Linked DNA regions of Pan troglodytes: all the other regions are linked to region 1. The links are chromatin contacts, called in public Hi-C and HiChIP or PLAC-seq maps. All regions are on one chromosome and are shown on one strand. The core of a region is the stretch at or near the end of the contact, and the rest is flanking DNA. Distances in the headings are between cores, read along the strand shown. Region 1 holds the start of ACO1 (aconitase 1). Region 2 holds the start of NDUFB6 (NADH:ubiquinone oxidoreductase subunit B6). Region 3 holds the start of RIGI (RNA sensor RIG-I).

What was found. A called contact is a pair of places that touch in the nucleus more often than the background predicts. HiChIP or PLAC-seq counts read pairs in DNA pulled down with a chosen protein or histone mark.
Region 2: a contact with region 1 is called in a Hi-C map of stem cell-derived neural progenitor cells, with 8 times the contacts expected there. The contact joins the promoter of NDUFB6 here to the promoter of ACO1 in region 1. A contact is called at or near these places in 5 of 7 Hi-C or Micro-C datasets (blood, induced pluripotent stem cells, a lymphoblastoid cell line and 1 more), 1 of 1 datasets of contacts at active chromatin or transcription factors (stem cell-derived excitatory neurons) and 1 of 1 other capture datasets (stem cell-derived neural stem cells).
Region 3: a contact with region 1 is called in an H3K4me3 HiChIP or PLAC-seq map of stem cell-derived excitatory neurons, with 3 times the contacts expected there. The contact joins the promoter of RIGI here to the promoter of ACO1 in region 1. A contact is called at or near these places in 2 of 7 Hi-C or Micro-C datasets (induced pluripotent stem cells and stem cell-derived neural progenitor cells) and 1 of 1 datasets of contacts at active chromatin or transcription factors (stem cell-derived excitatory neurons).

The regions. Positions count from the first base shown.
Region 1 is chr11:83,618,081-83,622,792 of NHGRI_mPanTro3-v2.0_pri, forward strand. ACO1 (aconitase 1) reads right to left here and starts at 2,065. Exons shown (of 21, transcript XM_009456435.4): 1 at 1,697-2,065. The coding sequence starts at 2,022.
Region 2 is chr11:83,432,723-83,437,434 of NHGRI_mPanTro3-v2.0_pri, forward strand. It overlaps NDUFB6 (NADH:ubiquinone oxidoreductase subunit B6), which reads left to right and starts at 1,972. Exons shown (of 4, transcript NM_001246208.1): 1 at 1,972-2,151; 2 at 3,980-4,072. The coding sequence starts at 1,972.
Region 3 is chr11:83,479,371-83,484,082 of NHGRI_mPanTro3-v2.0_pri, forward strand. RIGI (RNA sensor RIG-I) reads left to right here and starts at 2,021. Exons shown (of 22, transcript XR_010148722.1): 1 at 2,021-2,310.

The DNA of each region.
Region 1 (4,712 bases), core at 815-3,314:
CAGGATGGTGGAAACTGCTTTTTGACAGGGGCTGAGGAAGCACCACTCAGAGTGACACCCTCTGAAAGTGGAAAGTGAAAGAACGTCAAGACTGGGAATCATTATTCCAATAAACTCAAGGCTAATAACCATGCAACTGCAAACAGAAATGAACACGTGCAAGGGAAGGCAAAGGCATGCCTCCTTGTTCTTTTGGAAATAACTTCCTGACTACTTGGTAACTCTCACAGGAACCCCTACACACTTGGCACGGTCTCCCCACTGGCACTTTGCTGAGCCTACAGGTCCTGTTTGCCACATCACTGTTGTAATCCTGATGCACGGACAGGTCAGCTCTGCAAGCACAGAGACAACCAAAGGCATGTGCGAAGCCTTGCTGACTTTTCAGGAGGTTGGCAAGGTTCATCACAGCCTCACGTGGGGACCTAGTACCTAGTTTCCAAAGTGAGATCAAACTTGGTTCCAGATACCAGAGGTTAATACTGTCCATGGCATGAGGTGGTGTGTGTTCCCAATCAGAGGAAGGATCACAAACAAGAAGCAGGCCCAATGAATGAAGCCTCTGAAGCATTTCCTACACTAGCATCCTCAAAGTGTAGTGCAGAGAATTCCTAGGGATCTCCAAAGTCAAAACCATTTTCCTAGTAATAAAATGTTACTTGCTTTTTTTCACTCACACATTTTCAGGAGTATACAGTGGAGGTCTCAAGAGGCTACATGATATGTGATATTGCAACAGACTGCAGAAGCAGCTATCAGAATCCAGCTGTCTTCAATTACGCTTGACATCAAAGAGATTTGCAAAAATGTAAAACAATGCCACTCTTCTCAATAATTTTCTGTTTTGGGAAATATAGTTCTTTTTCATAAAAATAGGCAATGTTAAGATATAATTAGTTCACTATTCTTTTTAAATGAATTATTAAATATAGTACAAATGTCTCAGTCTTACATATTATAAATATGGATAGATATAACACACATAAAAGCTCCTTAAGATACTAATTTTTAAGAGTGTAAAGGAGTACTGAGTCCCAGAAAAGTTTGGGGACTTCTGTCCTAGAGGTTGTCCCCAAGGGAAGAGAGTTACATGTGTTGCAAGAAGGAAGATGCCATTATGATGTGCTAGCTGAATCTAGAAAAAAATGACTTGGTCATAACTGCAGCCCAAGCTCCTTTCTAGATCTCCGAATCTATCATGGTGGGCTCTGTGTTCAAGCCTCCCACGAAGGGTCTCTTCCCCCTCATCCCATTTTCCCTTTACCCCTTGGAGTGGATTCCCGGATCTGCCCGCACAACTTTAGCAAGGGTTTCCCTATCCAGCTAGCCGGGCCTGGGCGAGGACTCCCAGTGCGGGCCTCACACCCTCGGGGTTAGGACTCCCAGGACTGGCCGCACACCCTAGGCAAGGACTTTCAGGACAGCACGCACAGCCAAGGCTAAGAAGGGTCTAGGAAAGCCACTTCCAATCCCTGGTTTCTCTCCCCGGCATGACATAGACTGGGGACAGGGTGGAGACGTCAGTCGCCAGAAACACGTCCCCGATTCTCCTCTCAGCCTCCCCAAGCTCGCCTCCGTGTCCCCCGGGCCGCCACTGCCTCGGGCACCTCGGTAAAGGCCCGCACCGACTCTCGAGGGATACAGGGTGGACGGCGCTCCCGCCTGGGGACGTGGGTCGGGCCACGTCGGTACTCACCTCCGACTGCACGGCGGGGCTCCCGCGACCGGCGAACCTGACCCAAGCAGCGGGACGCGTTCCCGTGCGCTGCGCGGCTCCAGCTGCCGCCTCCACGCTCCGCCCCCTCTCGCCCCCGGGGCCGCCGCGCGATGGGCGGAGCAGGGGCGGGAAGGGCGGAGCAGGGGCGGGACGGGCGGGCAGCTAGCCGAAGAAGGGGCGGAGCCTGCGGGCGCCCCCGCGGGCCTGGAGGACTTCGCCCCGGGCTGGAGGCTAGGGTTGCGAAGGGCTCCTCCGCAGGAAGTGGGAGGGCTGATCCCTCGGCCCGGGTCCGCTTCTGCCAGCATGGGACCTGGGACGAGGGTGTCTGTTGCTCACTTTGGAGCTTAGCATGTGACTCCCCAGCCGGCGTTAGGAAGTGACCAAAGGGTGGGGAAGAAATGGAATTATTTTTAAAAAATGATTTGGCCATAACTGGAGAGGCTTCATGTACGTGTGGTCACTTGGCCCGCCTCCCTTCTCACTTTGTCCGTCCCCACCCTACCCACCCTCTCCACCCTCGCCTTAATTCTTTGCGCAAAGCCTGCCAAGTGGACATCGGAGTCACGCTGTCAGAATAGGACTTCAGCATTTCCGTGGCAAAAGTTCTATATGTAGATTTCCTTGGACATGTAACAACACTTTCTAATGCACGATGTTCACTGGTCTGAAGTCGGAGAAATGGCTGGGAGATGGCAGCAAGTGGGCTTTCACAAGATCTGCTTTTCATGTTGGTAGGAGTTGTGCCCTCTTGGGTGAATGGCGTTCAAAGAAGTGATTAGATCTTTCTAGATGAAAGGTGGTGAGGTTTTCCTGCACAAATTATTTGGAAAGTTACTGTAGTTTTCTGAATAAACAGCTTATAGGATGAGTAAACAATAGCCAGTACTAATAGCCCCCCTGCTACTTTATACTGCCCTCCTATTCTGCACAAAGCCCTGTGATCGACTCTTTCCACGTTATTCAGTTCAGCTCTTCCAACCACCTTACAAGTAAAGAATATTACCCGTCTTTGCAGGTGTGCAATGCGCAACAGCTGAGACTCAGTCCTTAGGTTGGTTTGACACCAAAGCCTACACCTTCCCTGTGATACTGCACTATAGGGTACAACTATCATCTAGTTATATTTAACTTTGAAATATAAATACTTATATTTATTTTGAAAGGGGAAGTAACTGTATTTCCAATATGAGAGGAGACTGTTTTCCCACCCACTTCCTAAATCCTTTCCATTCACATTAGTAATTAAATTTTCTTTGAATGTCCACCATATGGCAGAGGTGCACCACAATCCCTGAAAAATCATGCTCCAGTCCCCTTGGGAGGTAGGGAGAGTAGGGGCAAGGTGAGAGTGAGTAGAAGGCTGGGAAAGTCCGATGAGGACACATCCAGCTAAATTGCGATTCTTAATGAGGCAGCCATTCGGAAAGCAAAGTATCTAATGTTCAATGATAACATCCGTGTAACTGAGAATCCTTCGCAGAAAACAATCAAATCAGAGCTATGAAGGGAATTGAGATTTATTAGTAAGCACGCTGGCCAAAACCGTGAAGGAAATAGTTCCACATCCCCCCAGTCTGTTACTCTTGGACGTTGTCACCAGTGACGTGCAGATCGTGAATCCCAGGGCCTGTCCTCTGTTCCTGTCCTTACTCACTACTCTGTGGTATTTGACACTGGCGATTCGTTTTCCTAGAAATGTTAACCTCCTTTTGGCTTTTCAGCCCTCCGCTCTTAGGAGTCACCTCTTCCCTCTTTTGTCCCTCTTTTTTAAGGTCTTTCCCTACACTCTCTCCTCTTGCTTTATATGTTTCTGCATTTGCTGAGTTTTTCTTCATCTATTTTCTCAGTATGCAGACTGCCTGCCACTTCTAGCTGAAGCCTGCTATGTCTCTGTCATTGGTCTTAGTTAACTTTCTGACCTTCACACTCTTGATTTGCAGCCATATGTGGCAACCCCACCTGGATATTCCAAAGGTGCCTGTATTAGACCGTTCTCACGCTGCTGTAAAGAACCCTGAGACTGGGTAATTCATAGGGAAAGAGGTTTAATTGGCTCACAGTTCTGCATGCTGGGGAGGCTTCAGGAAGCTTACAATTATGGCAGAAGGGGAAGCAGGTATGTCTTACCTGGCAGCAGGCAAGAGAGTGTCCTCTGAATGCACAGTGGTCCTCCTGAATGCTTTGAGGGGACTTTAGAATCCCTAAATTTTTCACTGAATATATGTCTTCATACCAGAGAAAATTTGAAATAAACGTTTTGTTCCTCTTTAAGAAAAAAAAGAGTTAAATTCATAACAAGGAGAGGCAGGTCTTAGCCTCATCTTGGCTCCCGGTAAATATCCAACGGCTCTCCCCTGATGCCCTCTTCCCACCACACCTGCTATACGTTTAATTTTCGTGCTCTCTTAATTACTGCCTAAGGGCCTGATCCCTGAGCTGCCTTCCCAGGGAACAAGAATCCTCTGGGCAGCTGCTTACAGTTTCTCTCAGTATAGCTAATAATAAAAATCATCCCCATGATCCAATCACCTCCTTCCCTCCACAGGTGGGGATTACAAACCATATCAGCGCCTGTCATTCATCACATCTAAAATGGGAATTTAGTGTCTTCTCTAACCATCTGTCTCTCCCCTCCTATCCATCTAGTTTCTTTTTCATCCTAATCCTGCATCCTGAATTTGTATTTCATGATCTGTTGAGAAAGCTAAATGTTTAAGGGGTATATTGCCATGGCATATTACTACGCTCTCACAGGGTCCACCTAACAAATATTTCTGTCACGATATAAAAGGTTCTGCTAATGGCCCAGCTGAGGGCATATACTCTAGGGACCTTCAGAGAGGATGCCACCCAAGCATGTAACTGCTCAGGCACCCCAGCTGTGCTCTGGGGGAGGCAGAGGCAGAAGGACCTTCATTTGAAGTAACAGTATTGTTTTAGCAGCCTTACCTGCTAGAAGGCTCTGATGCTATAAGAAGAACCATGAAGATTCTGC
Region 2 (4,712 bases), core at 722-3,221, 190 kb before region 1:
TGCCACCAAGTGGACCAATTAAGAGCTACTGGTTTTTACTTGATTTTTATGGACTGCTTTTTGTAAATTTAATTTTGTTTTGTAATGATATTGTTAAAATTAAAACTTTAGAAAAATTAAATTTAGCAGAAATTAATTGAGCAATGACCAATTTGAGAATCAGGCAGCCCTCAGAACCAGAGGAGGTTCAGAAAGTATCGTTCCACAAAGAGGCCAGGCAGCACGCATAGAAAAAAAAACAGAAATGAGATACACAAACAGCTTGATTGGCTACAGGTTGGCCTTTGCCTTATTTGAACATGGGCTGATCAGTTGACCACCTGTGATGATTGGCTGAGACTCAGTTATTTGTTACAGAAGTATATTCCTAAGTTAGGCTGTGAGTTAAATTGCATACTAAGTTGGGTTGCAGTTCATTATATAAGGACTCAAAACAGGGAGACATCTTTAAGCTAAATTTAATTTCACAATATGAAATATTTACTTGGTTCTAAAGTCAAATTTATGAAGATGTTTCCAGAGATGTCTAGATTCTATCCCTGTCTCCTCTATCCTATTTATTTCCTCCACCATAGGTAACATCTTTAAAAACCTCAAATGTTTTCATTCCCATTATTTTGAATATTTAAGAAAATATGTATATATATTGAAATTACCACCATCTTTCTCTTTTTGGGTAAAAGCATACTGTATAAATTCCTATCCATTTTTTTTCCACTTTGTAATGTATTCTGGAGGTCACACCACAGATGTATATAGAGTTCTTCCTTATTACTTTTGACGATTGTATTAGCATTTCATTGCTTTGTTGTGTGAAAGTTTTTGGGAAGCCACTGTTTTGGACTAGCTTCACGCACTAGGCCCCAGCAGACCAGACCAAACCAGAATGGAGTCGTTTGTGCTAAGTACCACACAATCAAACTGAACTTTGAAATGGGCCAGTTTCCCAAAAAATAGGAAATTCCCTTAAGTCTGAGTCAGTGAAACAAGGAAGTTTCTTCTGCTTTAACCCTAAAAGTAACTTTGAAACGATGAGTCCACTTTTTGTTCGGTTTCTGCTTTCTTCAGCCCCTATTTGCCAATAAAACCAACCGCCTCTGCTCAGCTGATCAGAACACTCATTCTACTTTATAGAATGAGGTGTTTTCTGATTCTAGAATCACGAATAAGAGTCAATTAAGATTTTTAAACTAATTCGTTGTAATGCTGTCTTTTGACTGTTGTACTACAATTTATTCAAGCAGTCCTTTATTTAGGAATTTGGGGGTAATTTCCAATATTTTGGTATTATGAATCGTGCTGAATAGTCGTGCATGCTCTTTCATATTTTCACCACACGCATTTTTGGGTGAAAGCATGAATTCATCTATGCAATTTTGCTAGATATTAAGCTACTCTTTTCACTATTCCTGTACAGATGGAGGGACAGATGAGACAGCTGCCCAGGGCATTTCAGCAGTTACTGGCATAGCTGGGATTTGAACTGGGATGTAACTATTTTCATACACTCTCTAGGTCATTCCAAGGTGGGAGAGGCAAGCAAATAATTTTGAATCTGGCCAGCATATTCACTGAAACACTTATGCTTATCCTTCCTCCTTCCAGCATACAAGTTCTTCCTTAGCAAAACCTCCAGTCCTCTAATTTAGCATACTTTCGTCTAATCTGTCACTTTCCTCAGGCCCCACAACTACGAGTACTCCTTGTCCCCACCCGGTCCTAATTTGGTCGGGTATAGCGGAGGTGGGCGTAGAGAGAACTGGAGGTGGAGACCTTTGTGCGTGCCCAGACACTGCTTTCCTCGCGAGGAATCTGGGGCCCCTGCAGAGGCGGAACCAGGATGTGACGTAATAACCGCGCGCGGCGCTCGGCGTTCCCGCAAGGTCGCTTTGCAGAGCGGGAGCGCGCTTAAGTAACTAGTCCGTAGTTCGAGGGTGCGCCGTGTCCTTTTGCGTTGGTACCAGCGGCGACATGACGGGGTACACTCCGGATGAGAAACTGCGGCTGCAGCAGCTGCGAGAGCTGAGAAGGCGATGGCTGAAGGACCAGGAGCTGAGCCCTCGGGAGCCGGTGCTGCCCCCACAGAAGATGGGGCCTATGGAGAAATTCTGGAATAAATTTTTGGAGAATAAATCCCCTTGGAGGAAAATGGTGAGTGACAGACCTCTCCGGTCCCCCCCAACACACCCCACTGCTGCCGGCAGCCTGAACATTGAACGTCCGCTCCCTGCAGCCACACCAAGGACTGATAACGCTCAGTGCTCTGGGACACTGGCCAGTCCCGAGAGTCCTCCTGGAGTCTCGGGAGGCAGGAGTCCAGGAATATGTATGGCTTTGAGAGAGTCATGCCTTTTACTGTCAAGTACAGTGAGACGGGGGCGAATTTTAATACTTAGGTTTTCCAGGACGCTGCACATTTGATTCTCTTTTGACTGTAGAAATCTTCCCTCAGAATAATAACCAAGGACTCGCTAGAATTAAAATTCTGTGATTTAAGTATTTGAGGACACTTGTCTAACTTTTAAGTGTGAGGTTCTAGAGACCAAGTAACACAGTATCCAACCACCAGAGGGCACAGCCAGCCCGTAGCTGATAGTACAGCCCCATGTGATCCCCGTAAAAGACAGGGTCCTGTTGGTATGCCTTGTGAGTCACATTCAAGAGCTACCTTTCTAAACTACCGTTCTGTACTTTTAACACAGTGTTTCATTAAAAAATGACATTTTGGGCTTTGAAGAAAATCACTCATTCAAGAACTTTATTTTCAAGGCCTCTGGGTATTTTCTTGAGGACTGTTATGGATGATAAACATCTCAGAATTGCTTTGAGTTACCTGCAACACTTACTGATGACAGGATAATAGTAGTAACAATACTACGTAACACACGGGTGCTTGCTGTGTGCTTGGCACTCTACTGAGGGTTTTACATGTGTTACTTCATTTCTTTATTCCTGTAAGGTAGATATTCCTAATCCTCATTTTAAATGTGAAGAAACTGAGGCCTACAAAGCTTCAGTGATTTGCTGGTGGTCAGGGAGCTAGGAATTGAATATGAGTTCATATTGTAATCAACATGTATCTGTTTCTTACTGTGCTACAAAGTCTAGTGCAATAGAATTGTTGAAAATTTTTCTGAGAAAGTGGTATTGGATACTTATTTATGATGGTAAAATTCAACTCTTCTCCCACCCTTTGTATCCCTGACATTATCGGAATATTGGCAGTCACTGATTTAAAGTTGACGTCCCATCCATCAGCAAGTGATATAAGGAAGTAAATAAATAATAATGTGTCGAAGTTCACCTTACCTTACTTTAATTTATTCTTTTATAATCATATCTGTTATAATTCTTAGATTCTGGATTGTCCCTTCCTTGAATGGATAGGTGTTTTTTAATCAAGTTGGAAGACATGGGAAAGTTCCATTTTTAGTTCTTTTTAAAAATAGTGTTGCAGAGGGCATTTTGGAGTGAGTTTGGGACACCCCATCTTAGTATGTAAAACGTCCTTTTTCCAGCATTGGCGTTGTCAAGGTTGTCTGCCTTATACCTAAAATGATGTGAGTGTCATTGATCAATAAATAAGGGAGATGACTATATCTGAAAAATTCTGTAGGTTTGATTACTCTGGTTAAATACATTAAAATTATTCTTTCATTATTTTGCTATATTTTATCTTTAACAAACTTATAATAAGGATATTTTTAGATGTCTTTAAAAAATCTATAAATGCCTTGTTATAGTCTTGCAAAATACTGCTTAAGCATTTTGGTCTGGACTTTGTAGGTATCTTCTAGCAGACTCTGCATTTACTAAGAATATTTGAGTAGATGAGGTTACCTACAGACTATAAGAAAATATGTGCCATTTAGAGTTTTGTAAAATAGTCATGGCATTGTTACATCATTGATGCCTTTTGTTCTGCCATAAATATAAAAAATGGGATATGTTTATTTTGTGTATGTGTTTTTCCCCCCAGGTCCATGGGGTATACAAAAAGAGTATCTTTGTTTTCACTCATGTACTTGTACCTGTCTGGATTATTCATTATTACATGAAGTATCATGTGTCTGTAAGTATGTCCTTTTCAGAATTTATTTTTAATATTGTCCAAAATTACTTTCTTTGTGGGTATCTTACCCTACTTAGTGGAAATAATCTGCCACTTATAAACAGATTTTGAAGTACTTTGAATTCTCTTAGGTAAAAGGTTTAATGAAAGTTACATAATTTGGTATAGTTTTTAAAAAATATTGTCACTAGTTTACAACTTGAAATGGATTTCCTCATAGAAATTAGTATTTAAGTGATAAGAATGTAGTGACCTAATAATACTAGGGTAAATTTGGGGTCATGAATAGGAAGGGAGAAAACAATTCTGCTCCTTTTTAAAAACCTGTATCTCATATAAGGTAAAAATTCAAAATAGACAAAGTTTATCTTTGTCATCACCCAATTTCTATTCCCTTCATTTTATCTGATTCCTCACAATTTTTATTTATTTAGAACTCAGGATGTCCAGATGCCTGCACTTTTTCACTGATACAGATCTTGCATGGGCTGATGGAACTGAGCCAGTTGTGGTATTTTAAAGGCTTGGTCTGGTGCAGGGTGTTGGATCCCAGGCAGAATGAGAAGGGCATGCATTTTGGGAAGTGGCATGGCAGAGGGAGCAGTGGTGACTGCGTAGCCTGAAGTGTTGGAACACAAAA
Region 3 (4,712 bases), core at 771-3,270, 140 kb before region 1:
CAGGCTGGAGTGCAGTGGTGCAATCTCGGCTCACCACACCCTCCGCTTCCTGGGTTCAAGCGATTCTCCTGCCTCAGCCTCCCGAGTAGCTGGGATTACAGGCGCCCGCCACCACGCCCGGCTATTTTTTGTATTTTTAGTAGAGACGAGGTTTCACCATGTTGGCCAGGCTGGTCTCGAACTCCTGACCTCAGGTGATCCACCCACCTCAGCCTCCCAAAGTGCTGGGATTACAGGCGTGAGCCACCACACCCAGCCAATCATTTGTATTTCTATACAGTAGCAACAGACAATTTGAAAATGAAATCTTAAAAACAATTCCATTGACAGTAGCATCAAATAACATAAAATAGTTCAGAATAGCCAGGTGTGATGGCCCGTGCCTGTAGTCCCAGCTACTCTGGATGGCTGAGGTAGGAGGATTGCTTGAGTCCAGGTGGATCCCTTGAGCCCAAGAGTTCAAGGCTGTAGCACACTATAATTGTGCCTGTGAATAGCCACTGCACTCCAGCTTGGGCAACATAGTGAGACTCCGTCTGTAAAATAAAATGAAACAAAACTAAAATACTGCTGAGAGAAATTATAGACCTAAGTAAATGAAAAGGCATACCATGCTTATGGATTAGAAGACTCAATATTGTTAAGATGTCACTTCTCCCCAAGTTTATCTGTAGGTTCAATGCAATCTTGATCAAAATCCCAATAAACTTTTTTTGGGGGAAGGACGGGGTAATTGACAAGTTGATTCTTATTTCATATGGAAATGCACAGGGATTCAAGGTTGCAGTGACCCCTGTTTGCACCACTGCACTCCAGCCTGGGAGACAGAGCGAGACCTTGTCTCAAAAAAGAAATTTAAAAAAAAAAAAAAAAAGGAATGCAAAGAATCTCAAATAGCTAATATCTTCACAGTGAAAAACAAATTCGGAGAACTTAGTAGTACGTGATTTTGAGACTTAGTTGAAATCTAAAGTAACCTAGAGACAATGGTATTGTCAAAGTAGTAGGAAGTAGAATATAACAAGAGTCAGAAATAGACACACATACATTCAATGGACTTGGTTTTTTTACAAAGGTCCCAAGGCTATCCAATGGCAAAAGGAAAAGTTTTCAACAAACGGTGCTGAAACAATTAGAAATATGGAAAAAGTGAACCTGGACCCCCCATCTCACGCCACAACAAAATTATTTTGAGATAGTAATAGACCCAGAAGTAAAGGCTAAAAATATAAATCTAAAAGGAAACAATATTTTCATGACCTTGGGGTAGGCAAAGATTTATTAAAGAGGACACAAAAAACAACAAACAGAAGAAAAACCTGAAAATTGCATCAATATAAGTGTCTGCTCCTCAAAAGACACCTTTAAGAAAATGAAATGGTAAGCCACAGACTGGAAGAAGATATTTCGAATACATATATTTAACAATTTTGTATCCTGAATAAATAACTCCTGTAAATCCATAAACCAAAAAACTCCAAAGTCAGGCAAAAGATTGGAGCAGATGCTTCACAAAAGATATATGAATGACCCAGTAAGCACATGCAAATGTGCCCACCATTAATTATATGGGAAATTAAAATTAAAACCACAATAATATACCATTTCACACCGACCAAGATGGAAGTTAAAATAAAAAAAAAAAAAAAGAAAGGCTGACCAATGTGTCTATCTACTGGAGCTCTCCTACTGCGGGTGGGAATGTAAACTGGATGTAATCAGTCATTTTGGACAACAGGTGGCGGTTTCCTATAAAGCTAAACATAGACTTACCCTGGCACCCAGCCGACGTGGGAGAACTGGGTACACAGGTGTACACTTTACAAAACTCATCGAATTGCACACTCAGATTGTGTGCATTTTACTGTGTCTAAACGTTAGCGCTATAAAAGCAAAACAAAATATAAGATCATAAAAATAAAAGCAATTCCTAGGGGTCCTCTCCGTTCCCGGGCTTCCTCGGTGCGGAGGGAAACGAAACTAGCCCGAGGCAAAACAGCCTCCGCGGACCCCGCCCGCCGCTAGTTGCACTTTCGATTTTCCCTTTAGTTATTAAAGTTCCTATGCAGCTCCGCCTCGCGTCCGGCATCATTTCCTCGGAAAATCCCTGCTTTCCCCGCTCGCCACGCCCTCCTCCTACCCGGCTTTAAAGCTAGTGAGGCACAGCCTGCGGGGAACGTAGCTAGCTGGAAGCAGAGGCCGGCATGACCACTGAGCAGCGGCGCAGCCTGCAAGCCTTCCAGGATTATATCCGGAAGACCCTGGACCCTACCTACATCCTGAGCTACATGGCCCCCTGGTTTAGGGAGGGTGAGTGTCTCCAGCGGCGCCTTCTCGGCGGAAAACAATTGAGGACTTGTTTTTCTCTTGCTTCGTTCCCTTCTTTTAATCAATGCAGATAGCCTGCCAGACACCCCGGGTTTGTGGTAAGATCTCCGCAGCATTTTAGGCTAGAGGTTGCCAGAGTTTGAGGAGCCCTCGGAGGCCTAGGTGGGGAAACTGAGTTCCAGCGAGGTGAAGTGACTTGCTTAAGGGTGCTCATCTATTTAGGTTCAAAGCTGGGGAAGAAATTTTCTGTTTCATTTATTTTCACTAATATTAAAGTCTACTGTGTGCTTGGCTGGGTACTGACAGAGATTGAGAAATAAGATAAGGGCTCTTCCTTAGTATACATTACAGCCCAAGGGATGGGACACAAAGGGCAGATAATTACAGTACTGAGCACAAAGTGCGGTCTGAGCTTAAAGGAAGTTGATGCTTACTCTGCCGAATCTTATTTGCACGCCTAAAGAAGTGGAAGCTGGAGAGGAGCCGGACTTTTCCAGACCGAATAGCTTTAGGCTTTAATACAGGTGTTTCCATTTAACTTCGGAGACAGGTGATCCTGGGTAATGACCATTTTGTAAATTTGTATCGAATTACTTTGTGCTGGAGATGAGCAGAGGCTTCTGGGAAAGAGGTGAAAGGAGGTGGTACTTAAAAGATATCGATGAGGCCGGGCGTGGTCCCTCACGCTGTAATCCCAGCTGTAGAGCACCCGATGCTGTTGCTGTTCGGGGTGCCACTATGTAACCCGCACGGACCTAGGGGACTGAACAAAGAGGGGCGAACGCGGGAATAAAAGACAAGAGACAAAAGAGTATATCTGGAAGAAGGGGTCAGGGGGCACCTTGCCTCTAGTGGACAAGGGCCCTGAGCTTTACACAGCCCTTCTTGTTTATTAGGCAAAAGAGATAGCGAGAAGGGGAGGTGCTTGTTGGCTGGCTGCTTGATTCACAGCAGGCTTGCAAGACTGCAGTCTTTGAACAATAGGTGCTAGATTTCTCAATAAATAATTTCAAGGAGCCTGGCGCCAGGGAGTGAGGCGCTCAGCAAACCTTTTGGTGGCAAGGCAGTGTGAGTTTGCCCACGTGCTGCATTCATGATAAACAGTTTGCTGTTTGATCATATAGCCTCCAGCGGAATGCTGAGTTGGTCACATCCCAAGGGCCTTCGGCTCCCTGCAGCCAGCACTTTGGGAGGCCTAGGCGGGTGGATCACAAGGTCAGGAGTTCGAGACCAGCTTGGCCAATATGGTGAAACCCCGTCTCTACCGAAAAATACAAAATTAGCCAGGCGTAGTGGTGCACTCCTGTAGTCCCAGCTACTCAGGAGGCTGAGGAATGAAAATCGCTTGAACCAGGGAGGCAGAGGTTATGGTGAGATCGCACCACTGCACTCAGCCTGGGTGATATCGTGAGACTCTTGTCTCCAAAAAAAAAAAAAAAAAACCGAAAAACAAAAAAAAGTCGATGAGAGGGGGCCTGGGAATCCTAAAAGTCTCCAAGTGCCAGTCTTTCCTGATGTTATTGCAGTTTTTGGAAATGGCGTTAAGACCGGCAACTAACTTGAATGCTAATTGCTCTACAAAACTAAAAGAAAGGTTGTGGAATGGCATTCTAGTGACCAGTGTAGCTTGGCACCTGAAGAAGTACTTGGAAGAAACACTAACAACTGGTGTGAATTCCATTTTTTCATGCACTCATATATTGATTTGATACACCTTGATGGAATAAAATAAGCAACTCGTGTCAGTATTGTTAGCATTGGAGGTAATTTACTCAGCACCTATTACCTAATAGTGTCATTGAAAGTTGAGGAAGCAATGATGAGCACAGTAGAAACTGTCCCTGCCCTAATAGTGATTAGTGTGTGTATGTGAATGCAGGTAACAAAATAGTAAATAATAAAGTGCAGCAGTGCTTTGATGGAAAAAAGCTGGGATGTCTACTAGAGTCCAAAGGGCACAGCCAAAGCTTCCCAGATATTTGGCATTTGAACTGAGGTCTAAAGAAGGAGGAAAAATTAGCTGGAAGGAGACAATAAATTGCAGTTAGAGGGCTCCTTATGTGCAAAGGTCCAAGGTGAAAGAGAAACTAGAGTGTTCCAGGTATCCAGAAAATATTAGTATGGTGGCATTGTGGAGAGAGAGGCAGGAGTTCAGAGAGATGAAACTTGACAGGCAAGCAGAAGTGGGATATGAACAGTTTTGGACTTTATCCACTGAAATGTGATAAGGAGAGGGGACCAAAATAGAATTTGCATTGTAGAAAAACGACTTTGACTTCAGTTTGAGGAATGGCTTGGATAGGTACAAGACAGGGAGAGAGAGAATGGCAGATGCAATGATGCCAGGACAGCAGAGTGGAAAAACTGGAAGCAAGGAGACCAGT